Regions from separate parts of the Drosophila melanogaster genome. Here region 2 is linked to region 1. Evidence: chromatin contacts called from public HiChIP or PLAC-seq data. All regions are on one chromosome and are shown on one strand. Each heading gives the region's core, a stretch centred on a gene start, on an enhancer-like site or on the middle of the called end of the contact. The rest is flanking DNA. Distances are from core to core; before and after follow the strand shown. Region 1 overlaps CG43658. Region 2 holds the start of CG12991.

What was found. HiChIP or PLAC-seq counts read pairs in DNA pulled down with a chosen protein or histone mark.
Region 2: a contact with region 1 is called in an RNA polymerase II HiChIP or PLAC-seq map of the Kc167 cell line, with 4 times the contacts expected there. The contact joins the promoter of CG12991 here to the enhancer-like site in region 1. A contact is called at or near these places in 4 of 107 Hi-C or Micro-C datasets (the D17-c3 cell line, the Kc167 cell line, the S2 cell line and 1 more) and 1 of 6 datasets of contacts at active chromatin or transcription factors (the Kc167 cell line).

The regions. Positions count from the first base shown.
Region 1 is chrX:17,452,637-17,458,037 of dm6, reverse strand. It overlaps CG43658, which reads left to right. Exons shown (of 9, transcript NM_001272714.2): 9 at 1-1,481. Among named protein-coding and RNA genes, the nearest start is that of CG8568, 2.8 kb to the right of the region's middle. Within about 2 kb of position 2,012, at least 10 of the 39 cell types and tissues checked have an H3K27ac peak or open chromatin away from gene starts, as enhancers often do. A contact at or near this core is called in the Kc167 cell line and the S2 cell line, where this site is marked.
Region 2 is chrX:17,577,730-17,583,130 of dm6, reverse strand. CG12991 reads right to left here and starts at 3,270. Exons shown (of 6, transcript NM_001272721.1): 1 at 3,034-3,270. It overlaps Ankle2 (Ankle2,), which reads left to right and starts at 3,902. Exons shown (of 10, transcript NM_132993.3): 1 at 3,902-4,026; 2 at 4,364-4,618. The coding sequence starts at 4,387. It also overlaps asRNA:CR44124.

The DNA of each region.
Region 1 (5,401 bases), core at 763-3,262:
GCCGGCAGCGATGGAGGAAGCGGTTACGGATCAGGCGGATTGTCAGGTGCTGGCGGATCGGGGGGCATGTTGGGTGCCAGTCTGAAGCGACTGACCAAGCTAAAGCGCGGCGGCAGCCTCAAGGAGTTCTAGATTCGCGTGTACATTGTTTTTCGAAATTTAGTTTGTAGCACATAGACTTACGTTTAGGCTCAAAAACCGGCGGCCACCTAAATCACTTGATTTCTTTTGCGCTTGTCGTAAGCCGGAATATCGAATATATTTATTAGCGCCCTGTTTACGATTCCAATCCGAATCGGAGAACCATTTAGCCCCAAAGCTCCAGTGTTTGCTAAACAAAATATTTTCAAATGTACAGATCTTTGGATAAACTGTACTGATTTTATTTTTCCCATTTCAAAACTATCTTCTTGTTGTAGAACCGTATATACATATGGTTTATAAATTTCATCTATTCGCTAAACTTTAATGTTGTTGTAATATTTTGCAAAACCATCATTTTCATGGAGGTTTCCGTGTAGGAAAACGCTTTCGTTTTGATCATTTCCAATAATTTTGGTATCGAAGTTGAACATCGTTAATTTCTTAGTTAATCACATATAACTGCACTTTTTCAATATGAATGCTTAAAATCTGCTAGCTTTCGGGAAAAGCTGAGTTTGAATCAGATTTGGAACCTGTAGTGGGCACAGGGGTGTATATATAGCGAATGTTTCTGAAGAAACCTAGTGTTTAGTCAAGTGTTTTCTCAAACTTGAGCAGCCAACTATCTCTTTTTGTTCTCGATTCTTGCGTTAGAATGTGAAACTTAGCCCTAGGGAAATGTTTTTTTTTTTTCGTATGTAGTTCATAACTGAATATCCAAATATACAAGTTTTTTTTTTTCGTTAGTTCTGTAAGCATACTATGTTACATAGGATATAAACTAGATGATAAGCGATGAAGCACACACACAAGAGAGCGGCCAAGCCAACAAGCTAGGGGGAAATGATGTTGTCTGTACAATAAGAGATAAAGCAAAACAATAATGCATTGTTTAGTTATCCGGGAAACTGTCGAAGGAGCAGGACTTGTGGATGGAGTGCGACATGGTAATGCAAATGGTTATTTGGCCCATTCTACGACCATGTGCAGCACTTCTTATCGGTTTTTCTCAAGCTTTTCGAAGCGAAAACTCTGAGGCAGCTGGCAGCACTTTCCTTATGTATGTATTATAACGAAATTAATATTTAACGTACTTCCCCTTTATGGATAAACCCCATTTGTAGTACTCTAATGCCTGTATTTGTGAACATTTACAACAAGCAAACAAGAAATAAAAAACAAGTGTTTTTTTGTCTGTCAAGTAAACTTAAATATACAAAGGTAATGAAGCGAACAAGGAATATCTTATATACACACAAAAACATACTTATATACGATTTACATTTATGAAATATACATGTGCGTGTGTGCAACATGAATATTTAGCTAAAAATAATAAAAAAAAAAAAACAAAATAACAGAATGTTTTATCGAAGATATTTTTTGTGAACGATATCTTTTGGATACACATATAGAAGTCAGGCATAATGCAATTATGTAACTTTTTATATCATTGTGCATATTTACACACACACACACACACACATACGCGTTAACGCACTCATCGACATATATGAAAATAATATATTTACCTATATATCACACATATTTACGGGTTCCCCGGGAAACCCAAATGTACATGTACTTGGATGGCATATTATTCGGCATCGTCTGTGAATTATCTATCCACAGCGAGCCAGTTGCTTTGTCGGTGTTATACAACAAAAAAAAATTAAAACAAGAGCATTGTATGTATTCAAGAACAAAGAAAATGTATTAAAATATAAAAAAAATATATATATTATGCGTTTTTATTTGGTCTTTGAAGTCGTTAGGTTCGATTTCATTATTACATATTTGGCGATTGTTTGAAAAGCGCGGCTATTGCTTTAAAAATATGCAGCATAATTTTGGGGCGTTCCTGTAATAAAGTTTGACAGTCACTGTTAAATCTTTGGTTGACCATACAGTTTTACAGCCTCAAAAACGGAAGACCAACAATGTAAATTTAATTATGCTGTTTCATGATACTGACGAATTACTATCAAGACTTTATTATTAATTCAAAAGATAACCAATAAAAAAATATAAAAAAAATAAATATAAATACAATATTTTCGAATGACTTTTTTATAATCGTTTAAATTAACGATCATTCTAACTACTCAATTGATTTCCAAAACTACTTAATTATGTTTATATTTTCTGATTTTTATAAGTGGAAGACTTTGGAATGCAAATTTTAAAACACGTCCATTGAGATATGAAATTTCGTATTTAGGCATTCATTTCGTTGTTGTGGGGAAGAAAGTCTTGTTTTATTCTGAGAATTCCTTAACTGGACCAAGCTCACCCAAAATTTACAATCGTTTATTGACCTCTTTAAAATAATATTTTTTTATATAATATTATATTTGACTGCTAATCGATGGGAAAATTTTTTATCGAATTTAACAACATATGGCATTTGATATTAGGACAACTATTTTTATTGTTGTGTTTTTATTGTCACAAAATTTAGTGGTATTTTTCATAAATAATTTTTTCACAACATTTTATTGCCAAAAATCCTAAATATTTTATTTTGCTCATAGCCCTATTAGAACTAATAACTTGCAATTTAAGAATGGTATGTATTTAAACTTGATACAATTAGCAATTTATTTAAGCAATAATTTAAGCCGGAAGCTCACTTTCAGCTTGTTGATTTTTTATGCACAGTTAAGCTTTAGTTGCATCTATGCACTTTAAATAACCTCAAATGACAATGCACATTGAAGGGCCAAAAAGCGAAAGTTTGTAATGCATTTATAATATTGTAGCTAAAAAGGAAATACCTTACCAAGTATTGGATGCATTTAAAATGGCAGTGCGGTGTTCCCTAGAGATTGCGTAAGTTTACGCTAAAGTTGAAGCCCAAATTCAAACCCTGCGTTGCAAAAGAGCTTAAAGTTTGTCAATTTAGCTTATCTTGTCGTTGTGTCGAAAGCTTGAAGGATGTTCTGAGCCAGGATACCAAGCAATTGGAATCCGCTGAAAGCTCCTACCCGTCAATTGACCCACATATTTCATTTCAGTTATATATTTGAGTCTGGTCGTTAGTTTTGCGTAAGGGCCAGAGAAAAAACTCGCCGAGAAAGACTCGCAGGCGTGCCAAATTGATGCTATCAGTAATGAATAATAATGCCCAATAAGCGAGTCGGCTGATAATGACGAGATGGCCCATTACATAAACGAAAGCACATTGCACCGCAGCTCCCAGCCAGTCCAGCTTATTAGCGTTAATTGTTGGCGACACTTTTATTTCCACTTCCATTTTCAATTTCATTTTCACATCTATTTCCATTTTGCTTTATTCCGCCGCCCGCCTTTGAATCGAAATAATGATTCGAACTTGGCAAGTGTCTGTCCCCCTTAACGCTTAACGAGATTGCAGTTCGGCTGACTCTCCTCCGCTGGCCTTTGGTCATCGGCCATTGGCCATTGGCCATCGGACACCGGCCACCGGCTGATAAATGAGTCTGGGCCAGACATTATGCAATATTGGGGCCCTAAGGCGATTGGGACCGGTACCCGAAATAGCCACCGAAATACGCTGCCATTCAAATGCAGTGATGCCCCAATAGTTTGAAATATCTCTTTCATAAATATCTCTTTTATAAACATTAATGATTTGTTAATATAATATCATAGCTTATGCCAAAAATCATAGAAATATTTTGTTGTTCAGATGCAATGCAAACAAAGAGGTTTTCAAATTTGTTAATTTATCTTCTTGCAACGTATTTCACTTCTTGAAAACAGATACAATTTTCCGTGTAGTTCGTTATTGTTGTTAAAAGAAAGGACTTTGCAGTGCCAGAGATTGTTATAAAAGGGTTAAAAAAGCCCAATTTGCTGAAATAGAACCATCAAATGGGAATCGCAACAATCGAATACAAAATGAAATGAAATGAAACAGGACGTGTTGCCCAAAGGACTGGTTTATTTGCTTGTTGATGCATTCGAAGAATGCCATTTTGGGGAAAAGGATGAACCAGGGAAGAGAATAAACTAGTGACATCCACAACGGATGCGGCAATCGGATCGATAAATCAGGCTTGTTTATGGCAACAGCAGCGGCCATAACCGTAACTCCCGCCGCCGGCAATGGTGCGGTGCCCAGTTCGAAAAACGAGTGGAGTGGAGTCGAGTCGAGTGGAGGGTTTCGGTTTGTCCATGGGGCCATGACCTGCCTCAAGTGCTTTGCGTAACAACAACAACACCACGCAGCAGCAGCAGCAGCAACAACAAATGCGGCAGGGAGTGTGGAATTTTGTTGTTTTTGGCTTTCCCAGCCAGTCACGATCGCCGCAATTTTCTTGTCACTGTCACCCGAAATACGACAAAAAAACAAAAACCGCTCGTCGCACGCAACAAAGCAAAGCAGCAACAGCAGCAACATCGGCTTAAAAGACAAATAAACAAAGCGGCTGCCACAGTAAAAACTGCAACTGCACGAACAGCAGCAGTAACAGTAACAGAAACAGTAACAACAATAGTAAAGAGGAATACAAAAAAAAAAAAAAAATGGTTGCAGCAGCAACAACAGAAATTGGCGATTCGCCGCTGCTGATAAGAACTAAATCGTCTGAGATCAATGCGAATATGGAATACCCTAATCAGGGAGTTAGGATATGTTTAAACAACTATGGATTTTTAAATAAAAATAATAATATTTTTTAAAAAACAAACCATGCTGCCAAAAAAATTCAAGTCGCAAAGTGAAATAAATGCAAATCATAAGAAAAGTTTTAAATTAAACCAAATCACAAATAAAATAGGATCATAAACTTAATAATACTAAGAATATATATTATTGGGTTATATACATAATTATTATAAAGAATTTATATATTATATATTTTATATTATAATTATATATTATTTAAATATCTTGTTTGTTAAATATATATAATACTTTATTTAATTTCAACTGAATATACATTTGATTATGATACTCAATATTTGTTAGAGTAGAATTATAAGGATTTTACTATTTGAAGTTCTTAAGCATATCGGAATGTACAAAGCTATTCACTGGACTGTGCTACCCTTTTTCGAGTAGTGTACAAATGGTTTGCCCGCAAAAACAGCAAACAGCCGCAACGAGCGACAATTTAACGAGGCTGCCGCGCTGCCGTTGGATATTGCTGCTGCTGCGGCTGCTGTTGCTGTTGCTGCTGCGTGGTGCTGCTGTTGCTGCGGTGTCCCCCCAGCAGCAACATTTTGGCCTCTGCCGCGCTCGCCGTCGCAGTCGCTGCCGTCGACGTCGACG
Region 2 (5,401 bases), core at 2,021-4,520, 120 kb before region 1:
GGCTGCATTTGCAATCCGTTGAATGCATAAGTTGTTTATATTATTTCTCGTTTTATTTCCCCCCCGATGTGAGATATGTTTTGTTGCATGGAAATCATCCATTATATGTCGGCATTTGGGTCATCGGGTAAACAGGCGACCTTGAAGCGATCGATCCTAGAGAAGCGGGAAGGTCAAAAGGCCCACGATCTTCGCGAAGATGCCAAGTTCAAAGTCGAGCCAATAAGGAAGTGTGAAGTAAACTACCATACAAATATGTATTTACCACTAAGCAAATAATGGTTGGCATAATGAAAAAAAATAAAGAAAAAACGATACTCCAGTCCCAAGAGAGGTAAATATCGGGCGCAGCTGTTGAAGACTTGAAATTGGAGACTCAAAGTGAAGCTTCCATCCTCGCCGCCGGCAACTTATGTACATATGTGTGTACTTGCCCCATTGATCACTCAATGTTTAATCATGTTTCCGATCATTGTTTCTGGTCAATTATTTCGTTTTCCGTTAACCCCAACCTCCCCTCATCTGACATTGGCCTAAATTCAAATATGATTTTTGTGTTTAACTATTGGGCTACCAATCGCAATTTGTCAGGGCCCAGAATCCAAGGGCCAAGGCGGGGGAAACCCAATTCGATGACTTCAATTATTGGATGTATGTAACGCTCTGCCACGCCTCGTAATGGAATTTTAAATTGAACTTTGTAAAATACGCTTATGGCCGCCGCTCATTAAACGCACATACATGAGGAAGTTGCATCCACTGGCACGCTTCCCCCAACCATATAAACTGAATTCAGCCCGCTTCTTTCCCCCCTTTCTCTTCCGCACTTTCTTAACTCTACACATGGTAACAAAGAAACGGCTATTAAGAACGCTCTACTGCACCTTTACGACCTGAAGATACCTCTTAACAGCATAACTCCACAGAAAATATATTTCAATAAATTTAAATCTAGGTAATTTCACTTAGATAAATTGTCATAAAATAGATAATTAAATTAATAGAAATTAAATAAATGCCATCTAGGTGAAAATAGGAAAATTCGTACATTTCAGAAACCTATGTAAAACTTTAGAGACACATCTACTAGCATCCCAAAATGGATGTCTCTATGTGATATAGATCCTGAGTTAGATGAGATTGAGCATAACTATATAGGGATTTCATCTGGCTTATATACCAATGATCTCGCATTTTTTACAGGTAATCAACACAGCCACAGTAGCTATGGCCGTAAGATCCGCAGCTGATTCAGAGTCTGTTGATTCTACTTACTTAACGCATGGCCTCTATGCCCGGCCAGTCATAAACTGGTTTAACGACTTTAAGTTCTATAGACAAGCGTGGCGAAAGAGAGGGCTAGAGCCGTGTGGAAAGAGAGGGGCATAGATATAGGCAGGTAGGCAGTAGAGTCCAGCGAAACAGCGAAAATGTTAATCAGCCAATTGAGACTGCACTTGGACTTGATAGCCAGCTCAACTGCACTTCATATATACGTATATAAATATGGCAAAAATATCGCTCGACTATATGAGTCATTCAGCTATGGGATGCCTCCGATTAGATAAAGCCAAAGCTGATAAAAATAAAAATTAATATACCTATTGTATATGGCACATATTGAAGAAAAGAAAGAGCCAAACAAAAGACAGCGAGGTGAATGGCGGAGTATCAGAATCAGTGCATGGCAGCTGGCAAAGTGTAAATGATTTAATATACAGCCAGGCGCAATTGCCAATCCAGTTAGGAAAGGCATTAAAAAATTATACAAAAAAACAGTATGCTGCCCGCTAACTGTTAAGAAAATAATAGCAAAACACCGGGCCAAGAGATAAAATCGCCATTACTATTAATATGGGGTCTTGCGATTATTGTTTCGACGCTTTTGCTACGGGGTTAACTCGCTTTATCATAGATCACTTAACACCAAAGTGCGGCCAACTACAGTGGATAGCGGCTAATAGATAATGCCATTCAATGCTATCATTGTTAGTACTCAATATAATGGAAAAGTAATTACACATACCGTTGAGTTAGTCGGTTCAAATATTTCTTATCATTTAATGAGTTATATGTGGCAACACTCATGGTGGCAAATTTAATTAAGAGGGGATAACAAATAATAATCTTAAAAGTTTCGGAATCCTAGAGTTAAGTAATTCGAATCACTAAGCAAAATTTGTGATTTACTTCGAAGTTCATTCTCTATTGGCATAACGAATTTATATTTTGTAAACATATTTTATTTGCGTAATGATTAATACTTGACACAACAAAAAGTTACTAAAACTATCAAAACTTATGAAAAGTTTTTGTTCTAAGAAAGAGGATTCGATCGTCATAAGTCGCTATAAATTGAAAATATCTGTATATAATTAACATTGATAATACTATATATAATGATTGATAATAAAAAGAGGAAGGATTTAAAATTGGAATCAATTGGTGGCAATCAATTCGGGATTAGTAGATCAGGAACGAATGCGAAAATCGAAAACAATTGGGCACTTTAAAATGGCAATTAGCTTGGCCATTTGAAACGGGAAATGTTTTGCAAAACGAACGGTTAATGCAGGTGCAATTTACAGGGGGTAATCGCCTAATTACCGTTAGTCGTGCCTCACTGTATCTTCGTTTGTTTTGGGCTTCTAATTGGCAATTGGCAACTCGGGCTTTTTGGCCATGCTCGACTAACTAAGTGAGCCTCGTTTAACGGTCTTTTATTTATTTAGTTATTGCAGCTGCTTACTGAGTGCAAAAAAAATCCACTGAATATCAGTACCCTTTTCACACACACACACACGTACACATGGATTGAAAGGACCTGCAGCTTTTGTTGTTTCGACTTTTGCTTTATTTTATTGATTTTTAGCCAAGAATAAGAGGACAGGTTCAAAACACACAAACAAACACGCATACACCCGCACGCAGGAAAACACACCCCTGCTGGGTATGTGTATCCCTGAGCTACCAAAAAAAAGGAAAAAGGGAACAAAATATAATCAGACAATTGACTAGAAGACTTAAACAAACCTTTTTGGGTCGCAGCTTTCAAATTTGCGTGTATTCAATTTTTTTTTTTTTAGCAGTGATACTCCTTTAATTTACTGTTAGTAATGGCGCGCAAGTTTTTACCAACAACAACAACAATTCGACAACAACAGTGTTAGCCGCACGCCAAACACATTCACACACACAACACAAGCACGTTAAAAAAATGAGACCGCGCGAGTCGACCGCTATTCCCCACGAAATCCACGAACGTTATGTTTGCAGCCGTCGACGGTCGTTGAAATATGTCCGAAAAATCCCCACCGTTAAATGGGGAGCCTTATAAAATACCAAAAAGATACCAATCGTCAACCAATTCACCATAGACCCAAACCAACGTATGAAATTCAAACTGTATTTAAAAGTGTAAAAGGGATAGAAGCGGATAAGCAGGGCAACTGTTACTAACTTTAAGCTAGGCTTGTGAGTGGCCAAAGTTAATGAACAAATTAAGAGGACTAAATTCAAGGCGGTGCATTTAAAAATGTTACAAAATACTAAGAAAATACCAGTGGTATTGATAGCACCCTTGACTCAAACCATCAAATGTTTTGCTTGGCTATATGATTAAGAGGAAAGTTGGGGGAATGCCTCATTTGTACGTTTTATGAATAACGTAATACTAACTTACAACCAAAATACCTTTTAAGACTTAAAATAAAGTGTCACTTCTCATGTCTGAATCCCTCTGTGTAACAATCAATTTGAATTTCCGATATCCAATCATCGCTATAGCTTTGTATATAAATCTCGCGTAATTTTCATGCAAGTGTTTTAGAATATTTCAATTTGATCTGCAATTCGAAATTGACTGCAATAGTCAGCTAGTCATACGATACTTTTTATCGATATTACTCCACACCTAGATTCGCTGACAGTCCGCCTCTAATTTAATTTCGTTTGTGCACATTTTGTTTGAAAGACGCTTAAGATTATTGGGTTTTGTTTCATGTATTGTGCCCTTTGTGCTAAAAGGTAAGAATAACAAGATATATGTTTGTGATTCCGCCGATTCGTTGGGTCTTCCAGGTCTCGTGAGTTCGCGTCGCTGGTTGTTGATGTGCGTGTGCTGTTTTTTTTCCGTTTTTTTTTTGCGTTGTTGTGTTTGTGTGCGTGCGAGTGGAGGAGTGCAGCCGAAAACAACAACAAAACGGGACAGTAGAGTTCCTGGCATTTTGTGGTTGATGTTACCCTATTTTTACCGTTGCCTTCGCTTGCCATCAGCGGAACTTTACATTTTTTCACGGAGTTGTGAAGAAGTTGCCTGTTATTTGGTGTTGATGTCAAACCATTTTAACCGCTTACCTTGCAGTGCATCCGCCATTTTACGCAGAGATGTCGACCTATTTCGGGGTCTATATCCCGACCTCCAAAGCGGGCTGTTTTGAGGGATCGGTGTCGCAGTGCATCGGCTCCATAGCCGCGGTGAACATAAAGCCATCCAATCCGGCGTCTGGATCGGCATCAGTAGCATCGGGATCGCCATCCGGCTCGGCGGCATCCGTGCAAACGGGCAACGCAGACGATGGCAGTGCTGCCACCAAGTACGAGGATCCCGACTATCCACGTAAGTACGAACGAGATGAAGCGAGTGTCGGTATATGTGTGTGTTTTGCGTTCCAGTTATTTGCCGCTTGTTGCTATTGTGATACCCTGTAATCGGGGGTCATGCGCGAACGTTCGGTCGATTCGTTGATGGGTATTCGTGTGCTTTTGTTTTTAAACAATTGTGTCGTATGGAGCAAGTGGGAGGTTTTATGATTCATACACATACTTTTAAAACCAAATTTAAAAGTCGAGGGTTGAAGTTTCCAAGCAACAGGAATGTTCATGATCGGAATTGCATAGGTTTTGTTTTGAAACTAAACCTGAATTGCTTGACGAATTTCTGCAATAATGTTTGTTTTATAAGGGGTTGAAATTTTATTCCCATTTATGCAGAATATACCTGATCGAAATTTGTTCAGCATATGGATAACTCGTTCTTTCAAGTCGTTATTTTAATGAACCTAATAGTGCATATTACACATTTTTGGTAAATTAAGTGCTTAAATATTATTATATATGAAATGTATTAACTGGGATAAATTACATATAGGGTAATTCAACTGTTGCATTTTTATAAGTTTCGTTTTGCGCTGTTGTTCCTCCATGACTAACAGCCCATGAAGAAGTTTACATGTGTGTGTTCAAAACTTCTGAGATTCGAGAAAAAAGTCGGAATCGGGGCTTGCCCAGCTGTCCCGCTCGCACAGTCGATTTCCTTGTCTGGGAGCGGTCTTTCGATTTAATTGTAAACAAATGGTGAACGATGGCGATTACCTGTCTAATTAAATGCAACTCTCCTGCT